2 separate regions of the Zea mays genome follow, and region 1 is linked to region 2. Evidence: chromatin contacts called from public Hi-C data. All regions are on one chromosome and are shown on one strand. Each heading gives the region's core, a stretch centred on a gene start, on an enhancer-like site or on the middle of the called end of the contact. The rest is flanking DNA. Distances are from core to core; before and after follow the strand shown.

Region 1 (6,380 bases), core at 2,380-4,879, 140 kb after region 2:
CAGCGGGTGGAGCGGGGAGACAACTTATGAGGAGCAGTAGCGGAATTGTTGGGATAGCAGGCACATCCGAACACGTGGAGGTTGTAGGAGGGGCTATGTCGTACAGGGCGAAGTGGGGAGTGGGGTGGCTCACCGCCTTCGATGGGAGGTGGTTGAGGTGGGTGGCGGTGTGCAGGGCCTCTGCCCAGTAGCTGGCAGGGATAGACGTCTGGAAGAGAAGGCAATAAATCATATTGGAGATGGTGCGAATCATGCACTCGGCGTGACCGTTCTGGGCAGAGGTGTAGGGTCACGAGAGACGCAACTGAGCGCCACTGGTGAGAAAGAACGATCGTGAGGCGTGGTTGTTGAACTCGCGGCCATTATCGCACTGCATGGTGCGGATCGGGCGACAGAACTGGGTGGAGACCCAGGCGAAGAAGTGTGTGAGAGTGGTGAATGTGTCGGACTTCAACCGAAGAGGAAAAGTTCAGAGAAAATGGGAAAAGTCATCCAAAATCACCAAGTAGTATTTATTTCCAGAAAAACTGAGTACAGGGGAGGTCCAGAGATCACAACGAACCATGCTAAAAGCCTGCTCAGGCCGAGGAGGTAGTAAATGGGAGACGAGCCTTCAGGTGGCTGTAGCGGGGGCTGAGGCCACGCATGAGGTTCAACACCAAGGTACGGTCCGCCATTGGCTTGCCGAGGTCTTGGAGGGAGTCCGCCAGGCCTTTCATCTGGCGACAGTACTCCCCAATGGAGAGGTCCCCCTGAGAGAACTGGTGGAACTGGGCGTCGAGGTGTAGGGCCTGAGCGTCCCGGTTCCTGAGGAACTATTCCTCGAGAGCGAGCCACACCCGACGGCCCGTGTCCGACTGGTCGAGGATGATTTCCTGGAGCTTGACGGTGATGGTGCCGTGGAGACGCGAGAGCAGCACGCTGTCCATTAGGGACCAGGACGGAGACGGCAGGGCGACGATGTTGTCGAGGACGTGGTCGGCGAGAGTATAACACCGAAGAGTGAGGAGGATCTGCCCTCGCCAACGAGGGTAGTGGGAGGACGCTGGGTCCAGCACGAGGGACCGGTTGTTGTGGAGCCTGGCAGCCTGTGTGTGGAGGGCGGCGATGTGGTCGGCGTCGAGTCGAGAGGTGAGGGGGGCCTCGGGAGTGGGCGGAGGGGTCTCATGGGCGATCAGAGGAGACTCTGTGCGGTGGCCATCTGGGCAGTCAGAGCGGCACTCATGGCGCGCTCTTGCTCCAGGACGAGTGTTGCGGCGCGCTCGCGGTCGCGGGAAGCAGCAACAGCCGCCTGGATGGTGGCGATGGTCGTGACGAGCGCCGAGGAAGCAGGCGAGGAGGTAGTGACGCCGGGCCACGTAGGGGCCGCAAGGGCGGGGAAGCTCGGAGGGGAACCGTGGTGCGGCTGGGCAACGATGGTCGCGTCGGGGAGGGGCCCGAGGTCGGTGATGTATGGGGCCCCTCCAACAGCGAGCTCGCTGTGGGAGTCGAAGCCGGCGTCGACGCTCTGGGGGGCGAGGCCGGCAACAGCGAGGGCGACGGTGAGAGCAGTGGTGTCCGCTGCCCGTGAGGGGACCAAGCTAGCGACGACACAAGTGGTGGCCACGCCGTGGCGGGTTGGGCTACTGCTGCGGCGACCGTGCTGAGGGCGGCGCACGCCTGTTGGGCAGTGGCAGCCGCGGCGACACTGGTACTGGACAGGGAGGTGTCAGTGGTGGAGGGAGAAGGTGGAGTAGCCGCCATGGAGTAGGGGTGCGGTCGAGCCGGGTGGTTGCGCGGCTGGAGCAGGCGGCCGGGCGCGGCGAGACCGAGGCGCGGCCGGAGAAGGGGAGGACGGGGCCGACGGCGCCCGGCGAGGGGAGGGCGGGCCGGCAGCCACCGGCGCGCAGCGGGGAGGGTGGAGGGGAAGGGCAGCGGCGATCGGACCAGGGAGGGAGGGAGAGAGGGTGGCGGCTGGGAGGGGAAAGAAAATTTGGCTCTATACCATGTGGGAAACCCTAACCCTGGATTAGGGTTGGATATTGTATCAATATACCAGGTTAACTGGGTCAGGCCCATTACAAGGGGTGCAAGGGTAAATACACTGGGAAAACCCATAAACCCTAACCAAACCCTAGACGGTATCTAACATTCAGTAGTGCCTTTATTATTATCTGTCCACAGGAATTCAACATATGCTTTACCACTGTCGAGCGTTCTTCTGATGGCAGTGTACCTAATTTGCCAGCATCAAAAGTTACTGGTGTTTTACCTGAGGTAATTGCTTATGGATGTGACATTGAGATTTAGAGCTGTCAATAGTTTTTGGTGATCAAGATTTTGTATGGACATGTATTTTCCTCTTGTGTTTACAATCGTGGTTCACAAATCAGTTGCTGAGGAGTTTGGTGGAGAGGAGAAGGATGGTTAAATCATGGTTGAAGACTGCTTCTGGTCTTAAAAAGCAGCAGTTCGATATTCAGCAACAAGCATTGAAACTTACTGCAAATAGGTCAGAATTTCTATAACAAAGATAAGTATGTCTGCTAGTATTCCACCAGTATGAGTAATAAGTTTCTGACTCAGTCTTTAATGCTCGTGCTCCAGCATGTATGGTTGCTTGGGCTTTTCCAACTCCAGGTTTTATGCAAAGCCACTTGCTGAGCTGATTACACTCCAAGTGAGAACAAGTTTCACTCACAGAATTTTATTAGCAAACCTGTACTTTGTTGTGTTGTGGTTAATATGATTCATCTTTCAGGGTAGAGAGATATTGCAAAACACTGTAGATCTGGTTCAGAACAATTTAAATTTGGAGGTATGTAGAATCCCTATGTCTATGGGTTTCTCTGTAGTAATAAAGCATTCAGAATAATTGAAATTGCTTCAAAGGGACATGGCGAGAACAATTTGGTAGATGCTAGAGATTAGAAGTTAATACTGTATTACATCTTAAGTTCATTGCAGTGGAGATTAAACTGAAGGGGGTGAATATGCCTCCTGAAAATTCAGTCCATTGAAGATTCAACACCTTTTTTTTATTAATTAGCTGCTTGTATTGATATTTGTTTTCCTTGTACTGGACAGGTTATCTATGGTGATACAGATTCTATCATGATACATACTGGACTTGATGACATCTCCAGGGCAAAAGCAATTGCAGGAAAGGTTATTCAGGAGGTAAGACTCAGGATGTAACATCTTAATGCGCAAGGTGCAGATGTTCATTTTAATGCTTCAGAAAGAATACCATTTAATACAGTAAGTTTATTTTGTTTGACAACGGTAATCCCAAATTTAATTACCAATGGAACAAAATTAGCCACTGTTCAAGTTGAAACAGCCACCTGCCAGACACTCAGGGCTAGTTTGGGAGTCTAAAAACCGGAGGGGGTTAGAGGGGCTAAAATCCCCTTCTTATTCAAAATCCCCTTTGGTTTTGTGGCTCCCAAACTAGCCCTCATATTTCTAATCACCCAGGGATCAGACAATATGAGCTATCCTTACCCCACAAAAAACGCTAGTAGTTTCCCCAGAGGAGGCAAGCCATAAAACCTTAAGGCTTCTGATATGGCCCTTGGCCTATACCACAGTACACAGACTGGATCTTGCTTAAACTTAATATTACTGCCATCTCCTGGAATCATCAGTTGCTGCCCACCCCTTTCAGGCTCCTTCGCCTGGCCATGGAAATACAAGGCCGTCCTCTTCTGACTTCCCGCCCTACTTTCCATCTAAGTTCATTTTTGGCCGTCAAACTATCTCTTGACAATTTGATTTTTGCAACCAAACTACCTTTTGAGTTTGATTTTGACCATCTAAATATCAAAACCGGACGACCTTGGCCCTTGACTGGTTTCAGAGGTGGTTTTGACTATATATATTATAAAAATAACAAAAATATGGTTAGATCTCTAAAAATCATATCCAATTCACTTTAAATAAAAATGTTCAATGTCCAAAAATAGACTTCATTTATAAGATGTGCAAACTGAAGAAAGATGGTCTTACCAAGAATGCTTCAATTCAGGTGAACAAAAAGTACCGTTGTCTGGAGATTGATCTTGATGGCATATACAAGAGAATGTTACTTCTTAAAAAGAAGAAATATGCTGCTATTAAAGTAGCACTGGATGGCAGCTTACGAGAGGTTTGTGCTTATTATGAATTTATGCATCATCTTGTGAAAGTAGAACAGTTGTTTAACATGTTTGATGCAGAACATTGAACGCAAGGGGCTCGATATGGTCAGACGTGATTGGAGTTTGCTGTCAAAAGACATTGGAGATTTTTGTCTTAAACAAATTCTGTCTGGAGGGTGAGCATTTACATTTCTATTGTAATTTCGCTCATGTTTTTTTTCTAGTCTGACCTTTGTGAAAACTGCCTCTACAGGACATGTGATGATGTTGTTGAGTCAATACATAGTTCACTTGTCCAGGTTAGGAGTCGGCCACCTTTTCTTAATATTAATATCAATACTCAAGAAACATTGGTTTCACAACATACTGTTGCTCTGCAATGAATCCTTGGCTTAAAACATATTATTTGTTATATATTTCTAATACTGTATACTATAATATACTGAATGAGGCTATGTTCAGGTGCAAGAGCAAATGAGAAGTGGTCAAATAGAACTCGAAAAATATGTTATCACAAAGAGCTTAACAAAAGCACCAGAAGATTATCCAGATGCTAAAAATCAGCCTCATGTTCAGGCAAGAGTTGCATACCCTTGTTTTGTTTACTCCTGATTTCTTTGGCAAGGCAGAAAACTGATGAGCTAATAAATGTGTAAATGGGTTCCTCAGGTTGCTTTGAGACTCAAGCAAAATGGTTACTCTGGTTGCTCAGCTGGTGACACAGTACCTTATATAATTTGCTCTCAGCAGGTATTAATAAATGTTGTCTTTTATGTTTTGCATGCTTACTAAACCATCAATTGCTAATCCACATCGCAATTTTTTAGATTGTCAACCTGTTATATGACACTGATTGGTACTCCTGTTTCACAATCTGTACAAGCCTTCTAGGCACCAAGTTCATCATGTATACAGACCCAGGAAGCACCTCATCAAAATTATAAAAAGAGACCAACACATCCCTAATGATATTCACATTTTACACCACTCACAAGTCACAATCTTGATTTTCTTGCTGAACCAACATTTTGAAACATTTCTTCATAGAGAAAATTCTTCATAAGATAAGAATATGGATAAACGCGGTGTCTTCAATAGAAAGAACCTTTTGTTTACCTGCAGTGTAATTTCAGGAAAAATAAAATATATAATCTTTTGCCTGGAAAATATCTCTATTTAGCTATGTTTGAAGCTTGATTTATCTGACCTTAAACTGTATTTGCCCGTACCGTACAGGACTCAGATAATGCACATTCTGTGGGAATAGCTCAGAGAGCTAGACATCCCGAGGAGTTAAAAAGAGACCCTGACAAGTGGATGATTGACATTGACTATTATTTATCACAACAGGTTCTTCCCCATTGCAATACATTATCCCTTTTCGGAAGATACAGTTGTCTTTCCATATGCTATAATATGTGCAGTCTTTCTGATTCTAAATGCCTTTGCAGATTCATCCTGTCGTTTCTCGTCTGTGTGCTTCCATTCAGGGCACTAGTCCAGCTCGTCTGGCTGAATGTCTGGGCCTTGATTCGGCTAAGGTGCATATTTTCTATTGAGTCTTGAATATCTTAAATGATTGGCATCATTTCTTTCAATATAGTGTTTGCTGATTCTTATTACCTGGATCAGTTCCAACCAAGATTGACTGAGTCGAGCAACCAAGATACATCTATGATGCTGTTATCTGTAATCGATGACGAAGATGAGAGGTAAACCTCTAACATATCAATTTCAATTAATGTAGCAGTATTATGTTCAAAAAATTAATGTTGCAATATTTCAGTAAATTCAAATATTATTGTTTTAATGACAGATATCGTGGTTGTGAACCACTGCGTTTGTCATGCCCAAGCTGTTCTGGTACCTTCGACTGCCCCCCTGTATCTAGTCTGATTACTAGTGCTAGTGCTACAAGTGTATCAGATCCAATTGAAGGAAAGGATGCTACTGCTAATTTCTGGCGCCATATGCGGTGCCCAAGATGCCTAGATAATACTGTTGAGTCCAAATTTTCCCCTTCTATGCTCGCCAACCAGGTGAAAATCAATTTAATATGCATGGCCTAGAATTTAAGTTGATTGAAACTGAACTTTATGTTGTCCTCCATGTGTAGATGAAAAGACAGGCTGATAATTTCATTAGTCTATATTATAAAGGTTTGCAGATGGTAAGTGTTTCAGTTTGAGCCTTAATATATTATACGAAGCCTGTTTATGACTACCCTTGATCTTTTGGGCTGTTCTTTTCTTCCAGTGT
Region 2 (6,532 bases), core at 3,724-6,223:
TCCTGCTTACGAGCACTTCCTTATCTTTGGATGCACCTGCTATCCTAACCTTTCTGCCACAAAACCTTAAAAACTTGCATCTCTCGACCCATTGTATCTTTCTTGGGTACTCCCCTTATAGGTGTACATTCAGGCCACCCGGCCCGGCCCAAGCCCAAAAAGGCCCGATCCGTTTAAATTTCGAGCTGGACCGGGCCGGCCCACGACTTGTCACGTAATTGCTTAAACGTGTCAGGCTCATTTCGGACAGCCCGAAATTCAATTTTTGGCCTAAAATTCACATCAGGGCCCAAAATTCACATCAGAGCCCAAAATTCAAAACAGATTTAATAAAACAAATAAAAGAGTATAACTAGCATCGTCTCTAACTTTGTGTTCTTTATCAAGTATAATCATTTTGTTAGAAGGAAAAAGAGTATAATCAGCTATATACGTAGTTCGTAAGTTCAGTTCATTATCTAATGTTCACATACTCTAATTCAAAGCTACAAAAAATATCTAACTAGCATCATCTCTAGCTTTGTGTTATTTATCAAGTACATGAAAGTGTGGAATGAAATGTGGTTTTAATAAATATATGGACCTTTTCGTGCTTCTATATGGGCCATTTCGTGTCTGCCTTAAACGAGTCGTGCTCGTGCCCGCCCATGGGCCGCGACCTCGGCCCAAATCCGGCCCAATATATTGTGTTGTGCCGGCCCGACACAAAAATGTTTCGGGTCATGCCATGCCTGGGTCGTGCTTTTTTCGTGCTTCGGGCTAGCCCATCAGGCCCGACCCAAATGTACACCTATAACTCCCCTGGTCCTAAGGGATACCCATGTCTCGATGTTTTCACCCACCGCCTATTGATCTCTCGACCCCTCACTTTCAACGAGTCAGTATTCCCTTCTCCACTTCTCCCTCCAACCTCGTCCAAGAGGTGGTTTCCTTTCTTGAGATTGGCACCATGGCGCCCTCCAGATAGCCACCACTTCTTTTCTCCATGTAGGGTTCTTCTCGGTGCCTCTGACCACGCCACTCACGTCCTTGGAACGATTGATCGTGCCACGCACGGCCCCAACGTCCCCTTCTACGCCGCTTGCGGCCCCAACCTCCCATACTGCATTTTATGCGGCCCCAATGTCCCTTGTTGCACCTCACGCTTGATCACCATCTTTGGCTGAGCTACGTGTGCCAACTCATGCCTTGATTTGCTTCGCCACACTGGTGCATGTCTATCAGCGTCGTGCACAAGAAGGTGCCCTGATCTGCTCTTCGGTCAAGCCGTCAATGTACATCCTTCTCTACTTCATCATGAACCTCGTCATGTCCATCCAATGATGACTCGACAGGCTGTTGGGATCCTTCGAGGTGTTGACCTCATACTTCCCTCGACTTCACCACTGGTCTCCCCCATACTATCATTTGTCCATCATGCCTTCGTCGATCCTTATCGGCACCACGCTATAGAGGAAGAGTACGAGGCTCTCCTTGTCAATCATTACTGGGGCTTGGTGTCGTGTTTATCTGGCGGTCACATGGTGATTGGCAAGTGGGTAGTGGGTCTGGACTCACAAGAGGAAGGGCGACAAATCATTGGATAAGTACAAGGCCCAATGGGTCCTTCAGGTTTGACTCAGCGTCTCGATATGAACTACGATGGGACTTTTAGTCTTGTGGTGAAGTTGTCTACTGTCAGCACAGTTTTGTTGCTGGCCCTCTCGTAGTCTTGGTTGGTCCATCGGTTGGATGTCAAGAATGTCTTTCTCCATGGCACCTTGACTGAGGTCGTGTATTGCAATTAGTCGTCCGGTTTCATCGACTCGGCTCATTCCTACATGGTTCGCTGTATGATCTGAAGCAAGCACCCTGTGCTTGGTATAGCCGGTTTGCTTCGTTTTTGCTCTCGTTAGGTTTCACCGAGGCTAAGTCGGACACCTTGTTGTTCATTTATTGGAGACGCAATGACATTGTCTACCTCCTCTATAGCGATGATATTGTTCTTGTCGCCTCTTGTACAGTGGCGGAGCCAGAGCCCGGCGAGCCTGGGCACGTGCCCAGGCTCTGCCGTTGACCGCCTGAAAAAATGAAGCACTTCTTACCGCGGTCGACCATGCCGTCCTTCACCGTTTCGCCCCAGTCATCACGTCGTGCAGCGCTCACCAACTTCTCTCCACTGACTTGATTGGCCCGTCCACATGCCTCGCTACTTCGATGCTAGTGCTAGCTGCGTGGCGAGGAACGATAGATTTTTTGAAGCGGCGAGGTGAGGGACGTCACAATTAACTAATTCGGTACTGGCCTCACAGTAGGGTAGGGTTGAACAGATTGGGTGGCCACGATTCGTTGATGCGGTTCATTTACGTTTTTGGGCTTTTTGGTTGTGACTGGACAATTTGGGCCGCTTGGTTCGTATCAGGTTTAAACCCTTGATGGATATTGGTTAGGTTTAAATCGTTGACCTGACATTTGCAATTGCATTTGTTAGATTTGACGACATTAATTTTTTGTGATATTCTATAATAAATAATATCAAGGGTATTGATCTGATATACGGGGAACATACGACCACAACGCCAAGACACGCACAGTGGGTCAATGGCGCAACAGCACAAGAAGAGAAAGATGTTTAGAAATGGGAAGCATGACATGCCGCCCTGCCACGCCGGGTGTCGTTCGCCGTCGTTCTAAGACTGTGCCCAGGCTTGTGTTCCAAGCTGGCTCCGCCACTGCTCTTGTATGACCATCTTGTAGCACACTATTTCAGCAATGCAACAGGAGTTCGCTATGAAGAATCTGGTCAGCTTCACCATTTCTTTGGCATTGCAGTTGAGCACTGCCCCGAACATTGTTCCTTCAATAGCGATAGTATACTCTATACATACTTGAGCGTGCTGGCATTATGGACTGTAAGCTTTGTGCTACTCCAGTGGATGCTTAGGCGAATGTTTTCTCAGGCACCAGTGCTTCAGTTAGTAACCCCATTGTCTATCGAAGCCTTAGCCCTTCAGTACATCACCTTCACCATTGCGGGGGGATGGGGGCTTCAATACTTCACCTTCATCAGGTCGGATATCTCCTGTGTTGTTCAGTTGGCATGCCTCCACATGCATGATTCTTGGGAGCTGCATCTTACTGCTGTGAAACGGTATACCTTCGAGGCACTCTTGACTATGACCTTCTTCTCCGGCGGTCCTCGCCGACCGAGCTCGTCCTCCACCGATGCTGACTGGACCGGTTGGCTGGACACACGTAAGTCCACTTGTGGCTACGTTGTATTCCTTAGGGGTAAACTCATCTCCTGGTCATTGAAGCGGCAGCCTATGGTCTCCCGCTTGAGCGTCGAGGCTGAATATTGTGAGTGGCGAATAGTGTGGATGAGGTGTTCTAGCTCCGCTAGCTCCTACAAGAACTTCACAGCCCCCTCACCAGGAGTATCCTTGTTTGTTGCGATAATGTCAGTGCAGTTTACCTCTCCATGAACCCTGTCCAACACCTGCGCACGAAGCATGTCGATTGTCGAGATTGATCTCTTCATTTGTGAGTGTGTCACCATCAGGGATGTTCGAGTCCTCCATGACTTTGCACTTTGTCGATTTCACTCAGTCTCAACATCTATCATGACTAGAGTTTCAACTGCGGGGGGTGTTAAACTGTTATGTGACTTGGGCCTAGAGCCTGGCCTAAGTGGTCTATTAGGGTTAGGCTATGTAACCTATCTTCAGTGCAATACATCACAATCTCTCCAAATTACGTCCTGGAATGCAATGAAATCATTTGTCTTTCTTAATGTTCTTATGATAGATACGTGGAGATGAGTTTTTGTTGGTTAAAAATGTTCAGAGTGAATCATATTTCCGCATATTCTATGTCTGTTTCCTCCAACTATGCTGCCAGGCCTTTTAAGATTGGGATCGTTCTTTTTTACATCTATGCTTACTTTAACTTACAGGAACATGCTTTCTTATGTATTTCCTTTCACCTTGATGACGATGGCCCTTTCCATGCTTGCTGTCAAAGGACTGAAAGAACAAGGCCGGTTAGGTAGATCTTTTGGTAAAGTGACGATTAGGGATCAATCACCTTCAAACACAATTCAGAAGATCCTAGCCCTTAAAGAGGCAATGGCCTCAGTGGAAAATTATCTCCAGAATCTGAATGTCTCCCTGCTGAAGATCCGCACGATCCTTCTAGCTGGCCAACCTGAGGTAAGATAAAATGATTGTGTTGGTGCGTATACGTGCACTATCTTAAAGATTGACTTTGTGTATACGTGCACGAAGGTAATCTTGTGCATAGGATACGTTCTTTTATTAATAAGCTGTCGGTTAATGGATACCTCGATATACCCCCCCTAAGTATTTGTTGGTCTTTTGACAGGTGACAACACAGGTCGCGTTTGTTCTCCTAGCATCCTCAGCCGTCCTTCTTGTGTTTCCTTTCAAATATGTTCTTGCATTCTTTACATGTGATCTTTTCACAAGGGAGCTAGAATTCCGGAGGGAAACGGTGAGAGCCTTCATGAACTTCGTGAAGGAACGGTGGGAATCAATACATGCTGCCCCTGTGGTCGTGTTGCCATATGAAGGCGCTGAAAGCAGCCCCAAGACACTCCCGGCAGAAGTTTCGGGGCAAGCAGAACCCCAGAATGTCCAACGTGGGAGCGGTTATGTCTCCTCAAAGAATGGCATCAGCAGTTGATCCGTGCAGCTTTGAGGGCATCTTGCTGTAAACTTGTGTACAGTTAAACTTGTATAGATTACTCGAGAGGGCAGATTAGGTATAGATCGTACCAATTGGTGGATTTTGCAGAGTAATGTTCCATTTACGTCGTAGTGAAGATAACTAGCGTAGACGAGAACTTAGGAGAGAATTTTGGGTCCAATTCGCTGTCTTGGATCGTTGGTCTGGCAGTTAGGGATGTCAAGTAAGAATTTTGGGTCCAATTCACGGTCTTGGATCGTTGGTCTGACAGTTAGGAATGTCAAGTTGACAGATGCATGTATTCATAATCCGTTTGGAACGCTGCAGGATCGGGGAATATATATCAGCGGATGTGCCTAGACAGACAAGTGATCTGGGACGTGGTTTCAGTTCAGGCTGCAGAGAAAGCTAATGAGATATCCTGCACCTAGAAACCTGCTTAAGTGCGTTGATGGCATCCTGTCCGTGTACAGCGAACGGCCGTTGATTCCCAAAGGACAGCAGCAAACACATTCGGGGTCTCGCATATGACCGCTCAGCATGGCACTAGGAGGACTGATTGGCACGGCACGGTAAGAACATGGCACGACAAATGTGCCTCTTAGCCGTGTCATGCCAGTACCGGCCCTAAGCATTACATATGTAAACCCTAAAATATAATTTTAAGAAGTTTAGGTAGCTCTTTTGTTCTTTGACAATTAATATTAGAGTTTATATTAGTATGTGTTTTATTATTGAGACATGTTCCCTTAAATAAATACTAAATAGAATTTAATATCATGCTGGAGTTATTTTTTGTGCATTTATTTTATAGTTTAAAAACTCAACTCAGATTTGAAAGCATTGAAATTAAATTCAAAATCTAGAACCAGAAATAGGAAATAAAATAGAAAGGGGGGAGAGAGAGAATGGTGCATGGGCCGATTCCCACGTGTCCCACCTTGCCCTTCAGCTGACCTAATACCATGCGGGTCCAGTTTCTCCGAGCAATTTCCTCTGCTTGGAACCTGGGAATTACTCGTCAGGGTGATTTCCGTCGTCGTCGGCCGCTTCGCATCATGGCTAGGAACCTCTACGACACGATCACCCGTAAAACCACCCCATGGTGTTCATCATTCCATATATCGTGAGTAGCGGCGATTGGGGAAGAGAGAGATGTCGGGGCACCGGATTGGAGTTGCTCTGGCGGTGTCGCTACCGCAGGTGAAGGCGCCGCCGCTACTGGCCATCGGAGGAGGGTGAAGGCATGTTGATCGTCGATCCATGATCATACGGTCCAAATAGAAAGAGAAGATATTGGTTCAATAGTTTAAATCCGCACTGTCTGCTCGGTCACGAGTGGATGAGATGAGAGCAATGGTGTGGACGACTTTTGGGTCGTAGATCCCAGGATCGACGATCCTAAGTGCGTACCGGTTCAGATTAATATGGATCTAATCTCGAGCGTCTAAATTTGATCGGATTGCTATGATGGACCCGTACCCCTTCGCTGACCGTTGTTTGCTAAAGAGCCCCCGAAGAGTATGAAATTAACCCGTCGTCCGTCGTCCATTTATATTGAAAGAGAATTAAATCTAGGTCTTGTTTTTAACAGAGTCCACTCTGGTCTTTTATGAAATATGAGCTATCGTTTGAGGGTTTTATAAATTACATAAACAAATCTGAAATCGGATTTTTAAGCAAAAAATAATTCTAAAGATTAGAAATCCATGTCTATCGTGTTTTAACTTTGATTTTAGTGGTTCTCGAATCCACGATCTAGTAGCGACGCGTAGAATATTATATGCAGTTTGTTTCCATGTTTGTTGTAATGTTATTTATATCCATTATTTGCTTATTTGTATGT

Evidence for each region. Hi-C and Micro-C count contacts between places; a contact is called where the count stands out from the background.
Region 1: a Hi-C map of root tip shows a contact between it and region 2, with 2.8 times the contacts expected there. The contact joins two enhancer-like sites. A contact is called at or near these places in 10 of 25 Hi-C or Micro-C datasets (bundle sheath, ear, endosperm and 4 more) and 1 of 3 datasets of contacts at active chromatin or transcription factors (leaf).

What each region holds. Positions count from the first base shown.
Region 1 is chr3:180,290,147-180,296,526 of Zm-B73-REFERENCE-NAM-5.0, forward strand. LOC100194009 reads left to right here. Exons shown (of 31, transcript NM_001359369.1): 14 at 2,164-2,256; 15 at 2,373-2,491; 16 at 2,587-2,659; 17 at 2,741-2,797; 18 at 3,067-3,159; 19 at 4,010-4,129; 20 at 4,200-4,297; 21 at 4,375-4,420; 22 at 4,584-4,697; 23 at 4,791-4,871; 24 at 5,358-5,471; 25 at 5,573-5,662; 26 at 5,754-5,833; 27 at 5,938-6,160; 2 more. Among protein-coding and RNA genes, the nearest start is that of LOC103650958, 7.0 kb to the right of the region's middle. Within about 2 kb of position 3,630, at least 2 of the 20 cell types and tissues checked have an H3K27ac peak or open chromatin away from gene starts, as enhancers often do. A contact at or near this core is called in root tip, where this site is marked.
Region 2 is chr3:180,148,723-180,155,254 of Zm-B73-REFERENCE-NAM-5.0, forward strand. It overlaps LOC100384641, which reads left to right. Exons shown (of 11, transcript NM_001362417.1): 10 at 3,935-4,190; 11 at 4,363-5,011. The coding sequence ends at 4,683. Among protein-coding and RNA genes, the nearest start is that of LOC100384641, 24 kb to the left of the region's middle. Within about 2 kb of position 4,974, at least 3 of the 20 cell types and tissues checked have an H3K27ac peak or open chromatin away from gene starts, as enhancers often do. A contact at or near this core is called in root tip, where this site is marked.